Regions from separate parts of the Mus musculus genome. Here all the other regions are linked to region 1. A link is a contact called in public HiCAR-type, HiChIP or PLAC-seq and promoter capture Hi-C data. All regions are on one chromosome and are shown on one strand. Each heading gives the region's core, a stretch centred on a gene start, on an enhancer-like site or on the middle of the called end of the contact. The rest is flanking DNA. Distances are from core to core; before and after follow the strand shown. Region 1 holds the start of Nf2 (neurofibromin 2). Region 2 overlaps Hormad2 (HORMA domain containing 2). Region 3 overlaps Hormad2 (HORMA domain containing 2). Region 4 has its middle 23 kb from the start of Hormad2. Region 5 overlaps Mtmr3 (myotubularin related protein 3). Region 6 overlaps Mtmr3 (myotubularin related protein 3).

What was found. Promoter capture Hi-C pulls out the DNA fragments that hold promoters and counts their contacts. HiCAR-type assays count read pairs that join an accessible place to other places. HiChIP or PLAC-seq counts read pairs in DNA pulled down with a chosen protein or histone mark.
Region 2: a contact with region 1 is called in an H3K27ac HiChIP or PLAC-seq map of microglia, with 5 times the contacts expected there. The contact joins the enhancer-like site here to the promoter of Nf2 in region 1. A contact is called at or near these places in 1 of 39 promoter capture datasets (cranial neural crest) and 4 of 115 datasets of contacts at active chromatin or transcription factors (bone marrow-derived macrophages, embryonic stem cells, microglia and 1 more).
Region 3: a contact with region 1 is called in a HiCAR-type map of Th17 cells, with 6 times the contacts expected there. The contact joins the enhancer-like site here to the promoter of Nf2 in region 1. A contact is called at or near these places in 6 of 39 promoter capture datasets (the C10 cell line, the HPC-7 cell line, cranial neural crest and 3 more), 3 of 15 datasets of contacts at CTCF or cohesin (the NIH/3T3 cell line, large pre-B cells and pro-B cells), 33 of 484 Hi-C or Micro-C datasets (CD4 T cells, the G1E-ER4 cell line, the N1E-115 cell line and 19 more), 25 of 115 datasets of contacts at active chromatin or transcription factors (the 230-238 cell line, the NIH/3T3 cell line, the SCID.adh cell line and 19 more) and 3 of 9 other capture datasets (adipose tissue, embryonic stem cells and pancreatic islet).
Region 4: a contact with region 1 is called in a HiCAR-type map of embryonic stem cells, with 2.8 times the contacts expected there. The contact joins the enhancer-like site here to the promoter of Nf2 in region 1. A contact is called at or near these places in 1 of 39 promoter capture datasets (frontonasal cranial neural crest), 2 of 15 datasets of contacts at CTCF or cohesin (large pre-B cells and pro-B cells), 4 of 484 Hi-C or Micro-C datasets (CD4 T cells, the HL-1 cell line, pre-B cells and 1 more), 18 of 115 datasets of contacts at active chromatin or transcription factors (the 230-238 cell line, the SCID.adh cell line, bone marrow-derived macrophages and 11 more) and 3 of 9 other capture datasets (adipose tissue, liver and macrophages).
Region 5: a contact with region 1 is called in a promoter capture Hi-C map of hippocampal neurons, with 3 times the contacts expected there. The contact joins the enhancer-like site here to the promoter of Nf2 in region 1. A contact is called at or near these places in 5 of 39 promoter capture datasets (embryonic stem cells, frontonasal cranial neural crest, hippocampal neurons and 2 more), 6 of 484 Hi-C or Micro-C datasets (Th2 cells, brain, forebrain and 3 more), 13 of 115 datasets of contacts at active chromatin or transcription factors (the 230-238 cell line, bone marrow-derived macrophages, embryonic limb bud and 7 more) and 1 of 9 other capture datasets (adipose tissue).
Region 6: a contact with region 1 is called in an H3K4me3 HiChIP or PLAC-seq map of bone marrow-derived macrophages, with 4 times the contacts expected there. The contact joins the enhancer-like site here to the promoter of Nf2 in region 1. A contact is called at or near these places in 3 of 39 promoter capture datasets (the SN4741 cell line, cranial neural crest and second pharyngeal arch cranial neural crest), 1 of 484 Hi-C or Micro-C datasets (embryonic stem cells), 8 of 115 datasets of contacts at active chromatin or transcription factors (the NIH/3T3 cell line, bone marrow-derived macrophages, embryonic basal ganglia and 5 more) and 2 of 9 other capture datasets (liver and pancreatic islet).

The regions. Positions count from the first base shown.
Region 1 is chr11:4,848,205-4,850,836 of GRCm38.p6, forward strand. Nf2 (neurofibromin 2) reads right to left here and starts at 1,340. Exons shown (of 17, transcript NM_001252250.1): 1 at 668-1,340. The coding sequence starts at 781.
Region 2 is chr11:4,381,179-4,383,810 of GRCm38.p6, forward strand. All of the region lies in intron 10 of Hormad2 (HORMA domain containing 2), which reads right to left. Among named protein-coding and RNA genes, the nearest start is that of Gm24803, 58 kb to the left of the region's middle. Within about 2 kb of position 1,328, at least 5 of the 459 cell types and tissues checked have an H3K27ac peak or open chromatin away from gene starts, as enhancers often do. A contact at or near this core is called in bone marrow-derived macrophages and microglia, where this site is marked.
Region 3 is chr11:4,422,746-4,425,377 of GRCm38.p6, forward strand. Hormad2 (HORMA domain containing 2) reads right to left here. Exons shown (of 11, transcript NM_029458.1): 4 at 2,011-2,074; 5 at 1,526-1,562. Among named protein-coding and RNA genes, the nearest start is that of Hormad2, 17 kb to the right of the region's middle. Within about 2 kb of position 1,301, at least 53 of the 459 cell types and tissues checked have an H3K27ac peak or open chromatin away from gene starts, as enhancers often do. A contact at or near this core is called in the G1E-ER4 cell line, the HPC-7 cell line, the SCID.adh cell line and 7 more, where this site is marked.
Region 4 is chr11:4,463,043-4,465,674 of GRCm38.p6, forward strand. No RefSeq gene overlaps it. Among named protein-coding and RNA genes, the nearest start is that of Hormad2, 23 kb to the left of the region's middle. Within about 2 kb of position 1,334, at least 5 of the 459 cell types and tissues checked have an H3K27ac peak or open chromatin away from gene starts, as enhancers often do. A contact at or near this core is called in embryonic stem cells, where this site is marked.
Region 5 is chr11:4,489,315-4,491,946 of GRCm38.p6, forward strand. Mtmr3 (myotubularin related protein 3) reads right to left here. Exons shown (of 19, transcript NM_001373897.1): 13 at 2,493-2,632; 14 at 1,664-1,834; 15 at 308-453. Among named protein-coding and RNA genes, the nearest start is that of Hormad2, 50 kb to the left of the region's middle. Within about 2 kb of position 1,322, at least 13 of the 459 cell types and tissues checked have an H3K27ac peak or open chromatin away from gene starts, as enhancers often do. A contact at or near this core is called in hippocampal neurons, where this site is marked.
Region 6 is chr11:4,577,557-4,580,188 of GRCm38.p6, forward strand. The region is part of intron 1 of Mtmr3 (myotubularin related protein 3); the gene reads right to left. Among named protein-coding and RNA genes, the nearest start is that of Mtmr3, 16 kb to the right of the region's middle. Within about 2 kb of position 1,290, at least 82 of the 459 cell types and tissues checked have an H3K27ac peak or open chromatin away from gene starts, as enhancers often do. A contact at or near this core is called in the SN4741 cell line and bone marrow-derived macrophages, where this site is marked.

The DNA.
Region 1 (2,632 bases), core at 90-2,589:
GTCTGACACTTAGCAAGTGTTCAGGGTTGTGGATACAACCCAGTGATGGGGTGCATGCCTAGCATACACAAGGCCCTGAAAACACAAACACACACACACACACACACACACACACTCACTCACATACACACTCTTCAACAAAATGATAGCTATTATCATCATGTTAGAAACTATAAAGAGTAAATGTAAGACACTCTTTCCTCAAAGAGTTTTTTCCAGAAACTGAAAATTTTGGAACAGGGAAAAGTACGAGCTTCCAATATAACTAGATGTAACTTTTAAGACCTAGGGTACACAGTTAATACCTAGCGAAAAACTCCCTGGAGTTTTAGGCGCGAGTTCTACACACTGCACACCGGTTCGTTTCTACGGAAGATTCCAGTGTTTCCCAATAACAAATGAATGAAAATAACCTTCGGGAAATGCCAAAACCAAGAACCCCACTTTAACAAACAAGCAAACAAACAACTAGCTTTAACTTGTGATCTGGCCCTAGAAAGCCTCTTCCGGTTCCAGATAATGATATATACGGAATCCCTTAAGCTTGCACTTCGACTGTCACCACAGCGAGGGCACCCCATGGGTAGGGACCCGCGTCGCTGCCACCAGACAGGCAGAGATTCCGCGGCTCTCCACTCACAGCCCGTCGGGGTCGGCGGCCGGTTACCTCGCAGTTGAACTCCATCTCGGCGTCCATGGTGACGATCCGCACCGTGAATGTCTTGGGCTGCTTCCTCTTGAGTGAGCTGAAGCTCATGCGAGAAGCGATGGCTCCGGCCATGGCGCGAGGTACCGGCCTTGGATCCCCTCACCCCTAGGCCCGCGTTCTGGGTCTCTTAGCCCCCCTGGAGTAGCTGCACAGGCCTCAGGGCCACCATGGTGGCCGGCTGGCCGGCCCGAGACAGACCTAGGCTGCCTGGGTCCCCAGCGGCCAGCATGGGCCGCGAGGACCCGGCTGTGGGTGCGGAAAGATGAGTTAAGGGACAGTCTCTGACGACGGGGGGGTCGGGGGGAGATGCCGGCAAAAGCACGCGCAGCCCCGAGCTTGGAGCTTCGGGCTGGGGACGCCAGGGACGCCTTTGGACAGAAATCCTAGACGGCTGCGGCGCCGACGCCGGGCCTCTCAGCGACCCCCGAGGGTCGCGGGGCCGCGCAGTAGTTGGGAGCGCACACGCGCGTGCGTGTCTGTCACCAGCTCCGCTCCGCGCGCCCTCGGGAAGCGTCCTCTACCAACCCCCACCTCAGCGACCTGCCGGATCCCCGCCCCGCCCCGCCCTCCGGACTCCCACTACGCTACTCAGCGACTCACCCTAACACTTTTTTCTCTAAGATACTGTGATTGGCAGGAACGCCAAAGGAAGCGGGACTTCCGCTTCGTCCCGCCTCCTGGAGGCCTACTCCACCAATTGAAAGTTGCACTGAACGAGGGCCGCCGGTCTGTTCTCGGCGTTGAGTGGCTGTAGATGCGGTCACTCCGAGCGCTTTTGTTCCTAAAGTATACTCCTACTCTAGCAAGACTGGTTGAGAAGGAGCGGGCGGCGCCTTTCCCGGGAAACCTGTAGAGGCCGGGACTGCACCGCACGAGGTACTGTTGCAGTCAGTGAGAGATCCCATTTATAGCGTCTTACCAGAGCTTCAGTCGTATCTGGGACATCCGGCCGAAATTCCTTTTTGACACTTAATTATATATGCTGACTCAATATTTTTCAAACTTTAAAAACACGAAGTGAGGCCGCTTAAGTTGCCCCGACTTGCCTGCCAGATCCTTCAACTTCTTTTTAAGAGAATTAGAATAACCACAGAATTCATGATAGTCCTTACCTTACTAGGTGGTTGAGGAATTGAAACTTGCTTAATACATATAGAAAGCTAATTTTATTTATTTTTTTTTTTTTTTTTTTTTTTTTGAGTTTTTCGAGACAGGGTTTCTCTCTGTATCCTTGGCTGTCCTGGAACTCACTCTGTAGACCAGGCTGGCCTCGAACTCAGAAATTCGCCTGCTGCTGCCTCCCAAGTGCTGAGGATTAAAGGTGTGCGCCACTATTGCCCGGCAAGAATTTTCATTTTACCCTCTGTTCCTTTGTTTGGTTTTTTTGTTTTGTTTTGTTTTAATTTCCAAGCTACATACTTGGAGTACTTGTAGCTTAACGTCATCAAATGTATAATATGCTTAGGAAAATTTCAACTTTCTGGGGATTTGTAGAGTTTTTACTTGTTTTAAAGATACATTCCCCAGGCACTGCTGCTGTGAAGAGACACCATGACCACAGCAACTCGTATCAAAGAAAACATTTAATTGGGGACTTTTTCTTCTTTACAGTTTCAGATGTTTAGTCCATTATCAGCATGGTAGGGAGCATGGTGGCATGCATGGTACTGGAGCAGTAGCTGAGAGATGGCTATATCCTGATCTGCAGGCTTGGAAAGCAAGACAACCATTTGGCATGGGCTTTTGAAACCTCAAAAACCACCCCTAATGATAGACTTCCTTCCACAAGACCACACCTCCTAAGCCTTCTAATTCTTTCAAATAGGGCCACTCCTTGGTGACCAAGCATTCAAATATAAGCTTATGGGACCGTTCTTAGTCAAAGCACCACAGTTTTGTTTTTTTTTTTTTATCTTATGTATA
Region 2 (2,632 bases), core at 78-2,577, 470 kb before region 1:
AAGTGGCTCACGATTGCCTATATCTCCAGTTCCAAGAGATTGCCTTCTTCTAGCCTACACACACACACACACACACACACACACACACACACACACACACACGACGGGAGGGGCCTTTACATCTCATGTCTGTTTAGCTAAATAGCATACTTTTGTGGACACTGATGAAGAAAAACAAAGACTTTAAAACACAGATGTTGGGAATTCTCCCAAAGATTTGAACAAGTCATTATATAATGAAGGCCACAGCAAGCTTCAGAACTTTTTTAAGTCTCTGAACTCTTAAATGTGAACATAGGAGCTAGAGAGATGAGATAGAGAACAGAAGAAACAAACACTAACACGTGGATGGGAAGGAGGGAGACAGACTCGTAAGCTGGACATAGAGGTATATGGCTGTAATCCCTGAACTTGGGAGGCCAAATTTGAGGTTAGCCCTATTTAAATAAATAATACAAATACAAGAGCCTGAAGACAGACTAACACACACAGAGACAGACAGACATACACAGACAGACAGACAGACAGACAAACACACCCTTTAAAAAACCCTCCTAGACTGAATACATGTAATTAATATTTTCAAAGATAGGAGACAAATCTATAACCACAAACAAGAACAGGATGCTATCAGAAAGCTGTATTCAGAGAAAAACAACAAAGGTCTTGGAAATGAAAATATAGTCTACAAATGAGAAAGAATCCGGAGTGTGTTGAGAGTTCTCTTTCCCCAGGACAAGAACAGTAGAAATATGCAAAACTGATTACAAATCTTTTAACAAACAGAATACCTATACGAAAGATCTGATATCTATATGGGGTTCCACAAAGAAGAAACATGAAATGAACTTGATGAGACATTGTTTTCCTTAAGGAAATAATTCAAGAAGGTTCCCAGAATTGAGGGAGTGCCCTCCCTCAATGAAATGGGTCACTATGTAACCAGAACAAATAATGTATAAAAATAGGCCTACATCAAGGGAAGCTGCTATAAAATTTGAAAACCTTGAGGAACAAAGCTTTCAGACAGGAGTGATCAGATAATGAACAAGGACTTAGAATCAGAAAGGTCTGAAACTTCCCAAAAAGCAGCAATACAGAAAGCTAGACCACAGAAGAACAACGTCCCCCAAATTTACCAAGACAGATAATTAACATGCTAGATTTTTATTTCCAACAATATCCTTAATCAAACATACGGGTAAAATGATATTTCTAGGACATGTAAGATCTTGATATCCAAGACTGGCAGAGTACCCGGAAGCCGGTCAGGGAAGGCTGCAGTGTGAGAGCAACAGCAGGCAGAAACCCTACAAGCTGACCAAAGAGGAACCAGATGGTTTGAGCAGCACTGTGCAGCAGGACTTTCGATGCTGGGAGGCTTTATGTTAATGTTGTCTAACATGGCGGCCACTAGCTAGAGTGCTTCAGAAACGCAAACACAGCCATTAATGAGCTGAAGCCATTACTTTATTGACCTAGCAAAATTGACTGAGCCGATCCTTCTCTGAGGGACATGATTAGTCCTACATTTGTAGCAACTATAAACTGAACTGTAACCATAACACTATGAATTAGGGTTTAAGATGACTGTTGCTCTTCCAGAGAACCCAGGTTTGGTTCCCAGCACCCATATCAGGTGGCCTACAACTGCCTGTTCCTCTGGCTCCTGAGGGTCAGATACCCTTTTCCTGCCTCTGAAGGTACCACACACATGTGCACATGTATTCAAGACACACATACACAAAAACAACCAATCAGTATTTTAAAATAAAAAATACTATGCTTTTACATTCAACTGCAGGCAGATGGATCTCCAAATTCAAGGCCAATCTAGTTTTCACAGAGACTTCCAGACCAGTTAGAGCCACACAGTGAGACCCTGTCTTAAATTCAGTGGCCTTGAGGAAAAACACAATGAAATGAACCATAAAATTAAACTATTTGAAGTGTATATCTCTTTCTGTTTTGATAAATGATAATCATAGCTACAATGATACAGAATATTCATTATGCTAAAAAAAAAGTTCCTATATGTCTCACTATGTAGCCCTGGCTATCCTAGAACTTATGCAGACCAGGCTGTTCTTGAACTCACAAAGAACTGCCTGCCTCTGACTCCCAAGGCCTGGGATTAAAGGGTGCACAACTAGACCAGTCATAGTTTACCTTTTAAAAATTATACTCATATGTTCTTTTGTTTGACTTTATTCTGACTTATAAATCTCATACCTATATTTGCCTGTATCAGTTGTTTCTTTTTCTTGCAAATTATAATTCACTTTCCAAAGACATCACCAATTTGCTTCTTTGATGTACTCATGACATTTGTGTTATTTCCAGTTACTATAAATAAAGTTGTAATGAATGTACACACACAAGCCTTTATGTGGTTATGTGTAAAAGGAGTAAAAATTGCTGCAACATATACTAAGTCCATGTTTAAGAATGCTTGGTGTCCCACAAAGCTTAAGACTCTATGATTTTGGCCTTTTGTTTTGTTTTCTACAATATGCTTCAAATATGTGTCTCTTACTGTACATTACAAATTCACTGAACTATTAATGGCCTCTTATCTGCTAAACCTAGCCAGTAAAGATTTAAAGTTACAAAGATAGTATGTTTAAGATCT
Region 3 (2,632 bases), core at 51-2,550, 430 kb before region 1:
CTTCCAAGGGCACTTGCTACTTGAAACCTGGTTTTACTTGAACTACTCTTTGTTTCTTTGGGTTTTCTTGAGACAGGGTTTCTATATAACAGTCCTGGTAGTCCTGGAACTCACTCAGTAGGTCCCACTGGCCTGAAACTCACAGAGACCTGCCTCTACTTCCTGAGTGCTGAGTTTAAAGGCTTGCGTCACCAGTGACCTGCTTTTTTATTCCTCTTCCTCCTCTTCCTCTTCCCCCACTCCTTTCTTCTTTGTAAGAAACAGGGTCTTGTCACCGCGTGGATGGCCTTGATCAGGACTGTTAGCTGAGATCTCTGGAGTGAAAGAGGGTCTTGTCACGCGTGGACGGCCTTGATCAGGTTAGCTGAGATCTCTGGAGCTGCCCTTCTGAAGGATTCAGAGTTTTTGCATAACTTAGTCCCAAGACATACCTGGCGAACCAGGAAATCTCCTGACTGAACTGCTTAGGTAATCGGCCTTCACACAACTCCTACATCAGATAAGAGGTTTTGCTATGCGGAAATTGTCTTGCTAAAAGTGCCTTTTTTGTGTAACAATAAAGAACTTATGAAAAGTTCCTAGGTGTTCAGTACTTCCGAGGCTAATCCATCCCGCTGCGCTGCCGAGAAGCCAAATTCATCCTGCAATGTCTCTTTCTCAACCCAGACCCCAGACAACCAATAATTTAGCAACAGGTACAGCTGAACCAGTAGATAACTAGCAATCATTAGCCCTCATATGAGCAACACTCACCTCCTGCCATGTCTCTAAGCCCTTCCCTGATCTGTCTTATCTTTGTATCCCTCTGTCCCCTGGGTCAAAATGGAATGAATGTGAGTAACTGTTCACCCAAGGTGGGAAGGAGTGAGGGACTCCGTGACTACATTACTGACACAATGGCAAGCCTCTTCACTGCAGCTTAACGTGGAGCTGACGAGTGAAGACTTGGGGGAATGGAGCAAGCATAGGAGCAGGGGTTTCATTCAGGTGCATCGCATCTCTTCAGCCAGACCTTGAGCCTTCATTCTTCACATTCTTCATTCGTGTCTACTGAAGCATGAGAGAGCATACGCACTTAAAATCTGGGCTGTGTCTTTTAAAAGTTCAAAGTTATACACAGGAGTTATAATTAACAAAATAAAATAGAGTAAAACTTCATTATTTAACTATTTCTTCTTTTCCATCTGCAAACCGAGTCACCGCTATTTAGAACATGTTCAACGTGCTAACTACCAGATTCTTGTCTTCCTTAACCCACATCCTGTGGATCTTGTCCAGTGACTTCAGAGGAAATTCTGTGGTTAAAAAAGATATGCGTATATAAAAAGGAAAACGAAGCTTTCGTTTCTATTTGTTGTAAGGGAGACAACAGTGAGGCGACACAGACAAAATAAAAGAAAATCGACTAACAAATAAAAAAGCAAGCACTGCTATACTGTTAAACACTACAAAATAAAATGTCTAAACTTTTTTAAGGAGTAAAGATGAGTCTTTAATTTGGAGGTAAATTTTCAAAAATTCTTACGTATCTCTTTTCCAAAGCATCAAAACAACCTTGAATCCTGTCAAGAAATAATATCCAATGTCACTTTAGCCCATATGAACAGCCAAAAAAATAAATCCAAGTATGTAATTAGTTTGCACTTCTATTTTGCAGTATATAAATTAACAATCATTCTGCCCGTTCTGTTTAACCACCTTTTAAAACCCCAAGCCATTCCCATATATCTATAGAATATTATAAATAACACACAGCTCTGAAGCACAGAAGTGTTCTCTCTCTTCCCAGCACAGAATGGTAGTAAACACAAAGGTATATAGTGAATAATCGCAGTTAGGATTTTTTTTTCTTTATATAAGTCTATTTTCTTCTAAAATGAAATCAATAGTTTAAAATAATACTGAATAATTGCTACAATTTTCAGGAAAGAGGGCTAATAAAGTATTCTCTTTTTAGGAAAAGATTTTAGAAAATAAAGTTTGATGGGCAATTTTACAGAATTTACTTACCATTTAATAATATGTAATGACCCCGGACACTTTTTGTCTTCCCGGAGAATTTTTAAACTGAGGTCTAGAAAAAAAGAAACATCACTGTTATACTGAAAACTTCATGCTAAATAAAGCATTTCCTTTATTTTTTTATTTGTAAAATTTAGTTTTTCAAGACAGGGTTTCTCTGTGTAGCCTTAGCTGTCCATAAACTCACTCTGTAGACCAGGCTGACCTTGAACTCAGAGATCCACCTGGCTCTGCCTCCTGAGTGCTGGGATCAAAGGTGTACACCGCCACTGCATGGCACGTTTTGATGTTTAAACACCCACTTTATACATGAATCCTATGTGGATAGTTCCCTCAGTCCTAGTTCTGGAGCAGTGTAGCAGACTCCCACTCTGGTCTCTTTTCCTTATCCCATTCTCTCTAAATAATCTAAGATGTCACTGAGACCATCTCAACTAACAAGTTAAACACATTCCTAATTTCATTCTTTATTATTTTCCCTCTTAATGAAAAAATATTAAACACAAATGTGTAAGTTATTCTCAAACATCTCCATGTGAGATCTCCCACTTCCCCATATGAAGGAAGAAAGACATAGTATATAAAGAAATCTGTATAAAGTCACTGACCC
Region 4 (2,632 bases), core at 84-2,583, 390 kb before region 1:
TTGCTCAGCTCCCTGCTGCTTCTCACAAGAACAGAGGCAGCCGCCCTCCTGGGTTTTCCCCTCCCAGTAAGTCTCTTGTGTGAGGTTTGTTGTGTGGTGTGACTTTGTGGTAGTCCTTGGCTCCTGACTGCCAGGATAGCTCTCTGAGTAAAGTGGCAACACTTGAGCAGAGCTTTTGCTGTGCTGCAGCTGAAGCAAAGCTGTGACACTTCTGTAGGGGAAGCCTTTCCCTGCAGAGCTGCAACACGCACATCTAGCATTCAGGAGGCAGAGGCAAGCCTATCTCTGAGTTCAAGGCCAACCCAGTCTACAGAGCAAGTTCCAGGAAAGTCAGAGCTCAAGAAGAAACAAAACAAAACAAAACAAAACAAAACAAAACAAAACAAAACGCCAACAACAAAAACAAAGGAAGGAAGAAATTCATAACTCCAACATGCAGTTATTTTTAAAAACTATAAGAAAAAGTAATCCCAGCTGACTATAGTGGCACACGCCTGCAGTCTCAGCGACTCAAGAAACTAAAGCAGGGAGATTACAGGTTCGAGTCTAGCCTGGGCAACTTAGTGAGACCTGATTTAATATGAAAAAAGAGAGGTGTGTGTGCTGGAGATGCAGTTCAGTGGGAGAGAGCTTGCCTAGCACATGGGAAGCCCTGGGTGTGCCACCCACAGGGTGTGAACAGTAAGCCAGCCCCAGGAACACTCCGCACTGCATAGATCTGCATGTACCATTGTGGCACAGCAGGTCTGTTGACAGCAGCACCAGCCCAAACAGTTGACTAATGCATTGTACAGTGATGGTATGATGACCATGATATAATTAGGCAATAGGAAAATTTCAGTTCCATCCTAATTCCCTGGGACCACTGACACACTCTGTCTGCCATTGCCCAGGATGTCCTTATGCCACACATGACTGCATACAGTGATGAGGGTGGGGTCCCTATAGAGGAGAAAGCACAGATTTCTTAAAAACCAAAATGATGACATTACCAATAAGAAAACCCATGAAGATGGTTTTTATGGGCAGAGGGGTTCACCAAAAGCATGCTGTCTTAGTCAGGGTTTCTATTGCTGGGAAGAGACACCATGACCGCAGCAACTCTTATAAAGGAAAACCTTTAATTGGGGCCAGCTTACAGTTTCAGAGGGGTTAGTCCTTATTGTCATGTGGGAAACATGGCAGGATGAAGGCAGACATGATGCTGGAGAGATAGTTGAGTTCTATGTCTGGATCGGCAGACAGCAGGAGGAGAATGAGACACTGGGCCTGGCCTGGGCCTCTGGAACCTCAAAGCCCACCCCTCAGTGGCCACACCCACCCCAAACAAGGCCACACCCACTCCAACAAGGCTTTGTCTCCTAATCCTGTCAAATAGTGCCACTCCCTCTGAGCCTATCAGCACCATTTTCATTCAAACCACCACAAAAGCCAATGTCAAAAATGGACTCATTTGAGCAACAAAAATGAAGTAGGATGTAAATTTGTTCTTAGAATTAGAAAAGATGGTATGACACAGGGCTATTAAGGAGATGATTATATGTAAAGACAGGATCATCCATCTCTGAAAGACTGGCAGTGTCAGCGCATCAGTCCTGAATGGCAACCCAGGTATGAAGTAAACACCACAGGCATCTATTTTGACTTTAATAAATGACTGTGTAAATCAACAGAGGAAGCAGCAAATCCCCTGTGCAGAGGCACTCCAGACAGACACATCGGTTTTTCTTAGGGCATGGAGACTTTTCTCTGTGACTCCTGCATTAGGGAGGCAGTGATGCCGGATCAGGTGTTCAAGGTCATCTTGAGCTACAGAGTGAGTTTGAGGCTACTCTGGCCTGGGTGAGACCTCCATCACTAAGTATGGGCTTCCAAAGGGAGCGGTGTGAGCTGGGAGTATGGTTGGGGGTGCAATACTTGCTGAGCATGCTCAGTCAAGGCCATGAGTTTGGTTCCTACCCCTGCCCCCAGGACTGCAGGAAATTATTCACAGTTCAAAGCTTCTTTTTTTAGGTGCTGGGGCTTGATCTGAGCACCTTGCAGATGTACTAGCACTAAGCCAAGCCAAGCCTAGAAAGTTCAGAGAGACATTAAGTCACCAGAAAGTTTTCTTCTTTTACAAAAATATATGTGCATTTGAAAAAAATTAAAATGTGACTATTGCTTAGTCCAGAAACACTGTTTTTCATAACTTCCGATTAAAAGAGTCCTGAAGCATACAAAAGAATGTTAGAGCATAGGACAGCAATGGGTCCTCTGTGTACAGGGTGAGTGCTGTCCAGCGAGGGGCATCTCCTGATGATCCATGCATGCCCTTCCTGGGGTGTGCACAGGATTTGTGGATGCTTTACCAGGCAGCTGCGTTACACAGGCCAGCAGAGACTGGACAGGCTTGGTTTGATTTGGTTTGTATTTTTGTCTCTCTCAGGGCTGGGGTCTTATGTATGATAGACAAGAACTCTACCACTGCTGGATAGTGATGGCACACACCTTTAATCCCAGCACTTGGGAGGCAGAGGCAGGTGGATTTCTGAGTTTGAGGCCAGCCTGGTCTACAGAGTGAGTTCCAGGACAACCAGGGCTACACAGAGAAACCCTATCTTGAAACACCACCTCCCACCTACCCCCCCCA
Region 5 (2,632 bases), core at 72-2,571, 360 kb before region 1:
AGACTCCACAGATGTGCTCCACTACCGAAAAACCGCTCAGTGCAGGTGGCAGAATAATGTAGGGACAGGTCCAATTCATTTTCAGAAATAAGGCTTACTATCTTTCTTAAGAAACTAAACTTCAGCCAGATGTCGTGGTTCAGGCCAGTAACTCGAACACACACATCACTGCAAGTCTAAGGTCAGCCTTGGAGGCAGGGAAGGGAGGGAGAAGAAGGGCAGAAGGCAGGGGAGAGGGGATACCACCACTTAAGAAAGAAGAGCACCATTCAGGACTTAGGACTTGTGGCATCAGCTTTGGGCTCACCGGCTCAGTGGGGGCTCATCAGGGCTAGTGCCTGGGACTGGGTATGGTGCACAGCTGTCATCTGTGGGGGTAGATGGGGATGGGCAGGGAAGGTACACTGCGCTCCACAGCATCAGATTCCGCACATGGCACACGGGGTAGAGCACCTGAGGAGAAGGGTGGGGAGGACACAGGTTTATGCATGTTCCAGTAAATCCCTTAGACATGCCTGGAATGACAAAGCAAGAATGAACACACCTAGGTGGGCCACTCAACACAGCTGGGTCACAGATCAACAATGAGGTGGCACCAGTAAATGAAGGTCTATCTCCCAAGAGAATAGATATAGACCCAGGGTTTCTGTCGGCCAATACTCTTTACTTAAAAGCCTCTCGTGAGCATGAAAATCTAATGGGTCCTTTAAAGGCAGACTTCGTATTAACTATCTCAGTTGGTCTTTACTGAACGACAGGCTTTCATCAGCCTGATTTACCGAGTAAGAATTGTTCTGTTACATGGTGAATGTGTCTGTTTCACTAAAGCTTGGCTTCAGTGAAAGCTGTAAACCTATTTTATAGAATCCCTTAAATTAATCATGTGAAAATAAGGGTATTTTCCTACCCCTTACTGCCACTTTCCCAGCAGGCACAACGAAGGGAAGGAGAGACACTGTAAATCTTTTCTTCTAACTACTTAACTGTGATTCGAAGTGTATTAATTGCCCAGCAATGTAATATAACCTCTGATTAGCCTGCATGGACCTCTAAGGGCTTAAACTGCATTCGACAAAGGGAAAACCAATACATTTTGATACACAGACATACTGCCTCTCTCTCTCTGGTTAGCAGAAGGCATTCTTTTGAGGGAACAAAGTGTTAAAAGGCCTGGCAGCTCTCATGTGTGAAGAGAATCACAGACAGATAGATACATGCCAACAGCAGAAAGAATTTTATGTTGAGACAGAGCTGAGTGGGTCCCATTGCCTGGCTCATGGGAGAGTAGCCGGAGCCTGCTGGCTAATACTTCTTATCTACGCAAACCATCTGAGAGAAGGAACCTTAATGCCTTTTCCTCCAGAGAGTGGAAACGTGTTAGGACTACGCTGAGCAGTAGCGGAAGTACAGGCAATGATTCATGACAAAGGAGGGATGTGTTTTACACCCAAACCACCTTGAACCTGAGTTGGTCATGGACAGGCATTATCAAAAAATAGGCTTACATAGACAGAATGGTGGAAAATGGAAAAGTGGAACCAGTACCTTGAGACAGCTGACACGTTTTTCACAAAAAACAAGTACTACTCAAACCAGCTCCCATATGCGCCCCCACCCTCAAACTCTTTCTGCTGATCACAGAGACAGGCTAAAGGGTACATACGGCTTCTGACTGAGATGAATACAGTAGGTTTTTGAAAGCCTTGTTGCCTGCTCGAAGAAGTGACCACACAGAGCATGTCCGTTCCTGAGTCTGCTTTTCCCCTCTCTCTTTGGCGTTGTTGCACAGGAATGTTCCAAAGAGACAGGAATAGGTATGCTGTACCAGTTTCACCTGCAAAATTCCAATCAGACAAAATGATACAGTGGGGTACATGGTCTCAGAAAGGAGGTCAACCCAACTCTAGACAGTTCACCGTGACATCCCTGAGAACACTTCAGCTCACTCAGGGATGTAGGCTGTATATGCATAGGCAGCTAATATATGGCACCTCCTCTTCACAGTTACCAATTGCAGGGCCTGACCCCAACTACCAGCACTCCCATGTCAAAGACATACTAATGCAAGAAGCATAGTGGAGAAATGCTAAGCCAGTCAGAAATAAGGGGATAGAAGCTGGAGGACACAGTAACGGAGGGCTCAAACAGGAAGAGGACATCTTTCATCAAAGGAGCTAGCGGGAGCAGAAAACATGGCAGACAGCACCAGTAGAGACTGGAGGGGAGCACGGCAGATTCAGATAATTTCTATCTCTAACTACTTTTTAGACCATATACTTTAGAAGCCAACTCTATGTTTACAGAGGAAAACCTGGTGCGGCTAGATTCACTGAGTGAAAGTTAAATGCTGTTGCTTTTAAATAAAGCAGTCACTCCTTGATAAGTTTGAAAAATGCATAGTTTTAGGTAAAAATGACCCCCTAACACTTGTATCAGCATCCCTCTAGGTGTATATGGGTCCCAAAATGTAGAATCATGAAGTCCAAACTCACAAGGAATGCTTCGTTGAACTCAAAAGAGCAAGGAAACTGCCTCTGAAGTTGATGAACACAGTCAAGCCATTGTAGAAACACTGGGCAGCGCTCATTCAGATCATCTGAGTCCTCCCCATGACCACACCGGTCAGCAAACT
Region 6 (2,632 bases), core at 40-2,539, 270 kb before region 1:
AGTTGGGTGCCCTTACCCACTGAGCCATCTCACCAGCCCTACACTTTATTTTTTAAAGGTCATTGTCAAAGCACTACATATAGAAAAGGCTGAAGAAAAGAAAGGAAAAAAAAAAACAGATGAAAGGAAACTAAGTTTTTTTTTTTTTTTTTCCCAGTGCAATGACCAGGACCAAACAACAGGAAAGATGGCAATCTGTGGTGGGAAATTAGACTAAAGGGCTGAAAGACAGAAGGCAGGCAGGCAGGCAGGCAGGCAGGGAGGGAGGCAGGGAGGGAGGGAGGGAGGGAGGGAGGGAGGGAGGGAGGGAAAGGTGGGTGGATGGATGGATGGATATAACATATTCCTTAAAGAAAGCAAAGTAATTTTAACTTTTGAGAAGCATACTCTGGAAAAACAGTTGAAAACTAACTTTTTAATTCCCAAACAGTATACTTGAAATACATCAAACAGCTAAACAAACATCTCATTTATAGCAAAATACTATCATGCTTAACACTTTTCTTTAGGATTAACATAGTTTACAGAGAAGTAGAAACTTTTACCATAATAAAAATGGGTCAATCTAAGTACACTAGGGTTTATCTCTGAAAAACTCTTTTGAGGTCATTTGGGTATTTTCTCATCTCTAAGACACCTTTAAACAGAAAATGTGCATGCTCCTGCACTTTCCATCCCAATTTGCAATAAAAACAAACTTTCCTAGTGATTATAAACGTTTAGTTGGCCACCAAAAACCAATTATGGCTATGAAATCAAATTTAAAGATGGAACTGCAATCTCTCCAATCCAAACCATCATATTTAGTAGTATCTATTTCACGGTATTAAAGCAAGCCCATTTTCTAACCATTTTTACTCCTAAAATGTACAATAGGAATAGGCAAAGGACCTGATCTTGCTTTGGTTTCTTCCAGTCTGTTTAATTAGGAGACAGAGGCTACAGTGTCTGGCATGAACATGATACGTAGCTAAGTATATTCCTTTAGCTCTAGAAAACTGATCTGCATTGAGCTTCTTGAGTTAACCCTTAGTCACCATAGGCTATTCTCATCCAGGTCCAGAAAAGGGAAAAGACACCTTCAGTCCCACAACGGCACCACCATTATGAGTCCTCAATTTATTGCTCACCTTTAAATTATGTAAGATTGGTAGCAAAAAAAAAATGCTTTTATCTATATATAAAGTAGTGCCTACTTCTGTGAAAGGGCCTGCCTCTGTGTAGCAATACTCCCAGGAGGTACAAGGAAGATCTCATCATGATTTCTTGGCTGCCTTTTACTGATGTAATCACAGCATTAGGCTTTGAAATAGAATCCTGCGATAGGTCATTCCCTTCAGTATCTACCATTGCTCCTTAGTGAGTCAGCATCTGGACTACTGCCAACACGCTTTCTACTGGATCTAGCATAAAAACATATTTTTGGAGAGTGGGAACAGTGAGTAAAACAACACATTTCAAGGCTCCCTAAAGTACTTATCAAGCAAGGGATGCAGATACATATCAAGCAAGCCACTCAAATGTTTTAATAACATACAACCTCCCTACATACACAAATAAAAAGTTTGAGTTAGAAGAAAGAAATAGACCATCTAGAGACTGCCATATCCGAGGATCCATCCCATAATCAGCTTCCAAACACTGACACCATTGCATACACTAGCAAGATTTTGCTGAAAGGACCCAGATATAGCTCTCTCTTGTGAGGCTATGCTGGGGCCTAGCAAACGCAGAAGTGGATGCTCACAGTCAGCTATTGGATGGAACACAGGGCCCCCAGTGGAGGAGCTAGAGAAAGTACCCAAGGAGCTAAAGAGATCTGCAACCCTATAGGTGGAACAACAATATGAACTACCCCCTGGAGCTCGTGTCTCTAGCAGCATATGTATCAGAAGATGGCCTAGTCGGCCATCAGTAGAAAGAGAGGCCCATTGGTCGTGCAAACTTTATATGCCTCAGTACAGGGGAATGCCAGGACCAAGAAGTGGGGGTGGGTGGGTGGGGGAGTGGGTGGGGGAGCATGTGGGGGGCTTTTGGGATAGCATTGGAAATGTAAATGAAATAAATACCTAATTTTAAAAAATGCCCCCCCCAAAAGAAAGAAGTAATACAGCAGACAGGAGAATTTTACAAGGTTTCCTTGTATGCATGTGTTCAAAACTGTCCTGTAAAATTTCCTGATTTTGAGTATATTCTATACAAATAAGCGCATTTAAATTTGTGTGACTCTGAAAACAGAAAAGTCATTAACTTTTTCATATCAGGCAAGAATATCAGTTAAATGGAGGAGAAAGTCTAGTCCTAATACCTTATAAGAGAATGCTATTCATTTTCTTAGAAAGAAAGAAAGAAAGAAAGAAAGAAAGAAAGAAAGAAAGAAAGAGGAAGAAAGAAAGAACAGTAGTTCTTAGAGAAAGTTAAAAAAAAATAAGGGCTGGAGAGATGGCTCGGCGGTTAAGAGCACTGACTGCTCTTCCGAAGGTCCTGAGTTCAAATCCCAGCAACCACATGGTAGTTCACTGAGTTCAAATCCCAGCAACCACATGTTAGCTCACAACCATCGGTAACGAGATTTGGCACCCTCTTCTGGAGTGTCTGAAGACAGCTATAGTGTACTTACATATAATAAATA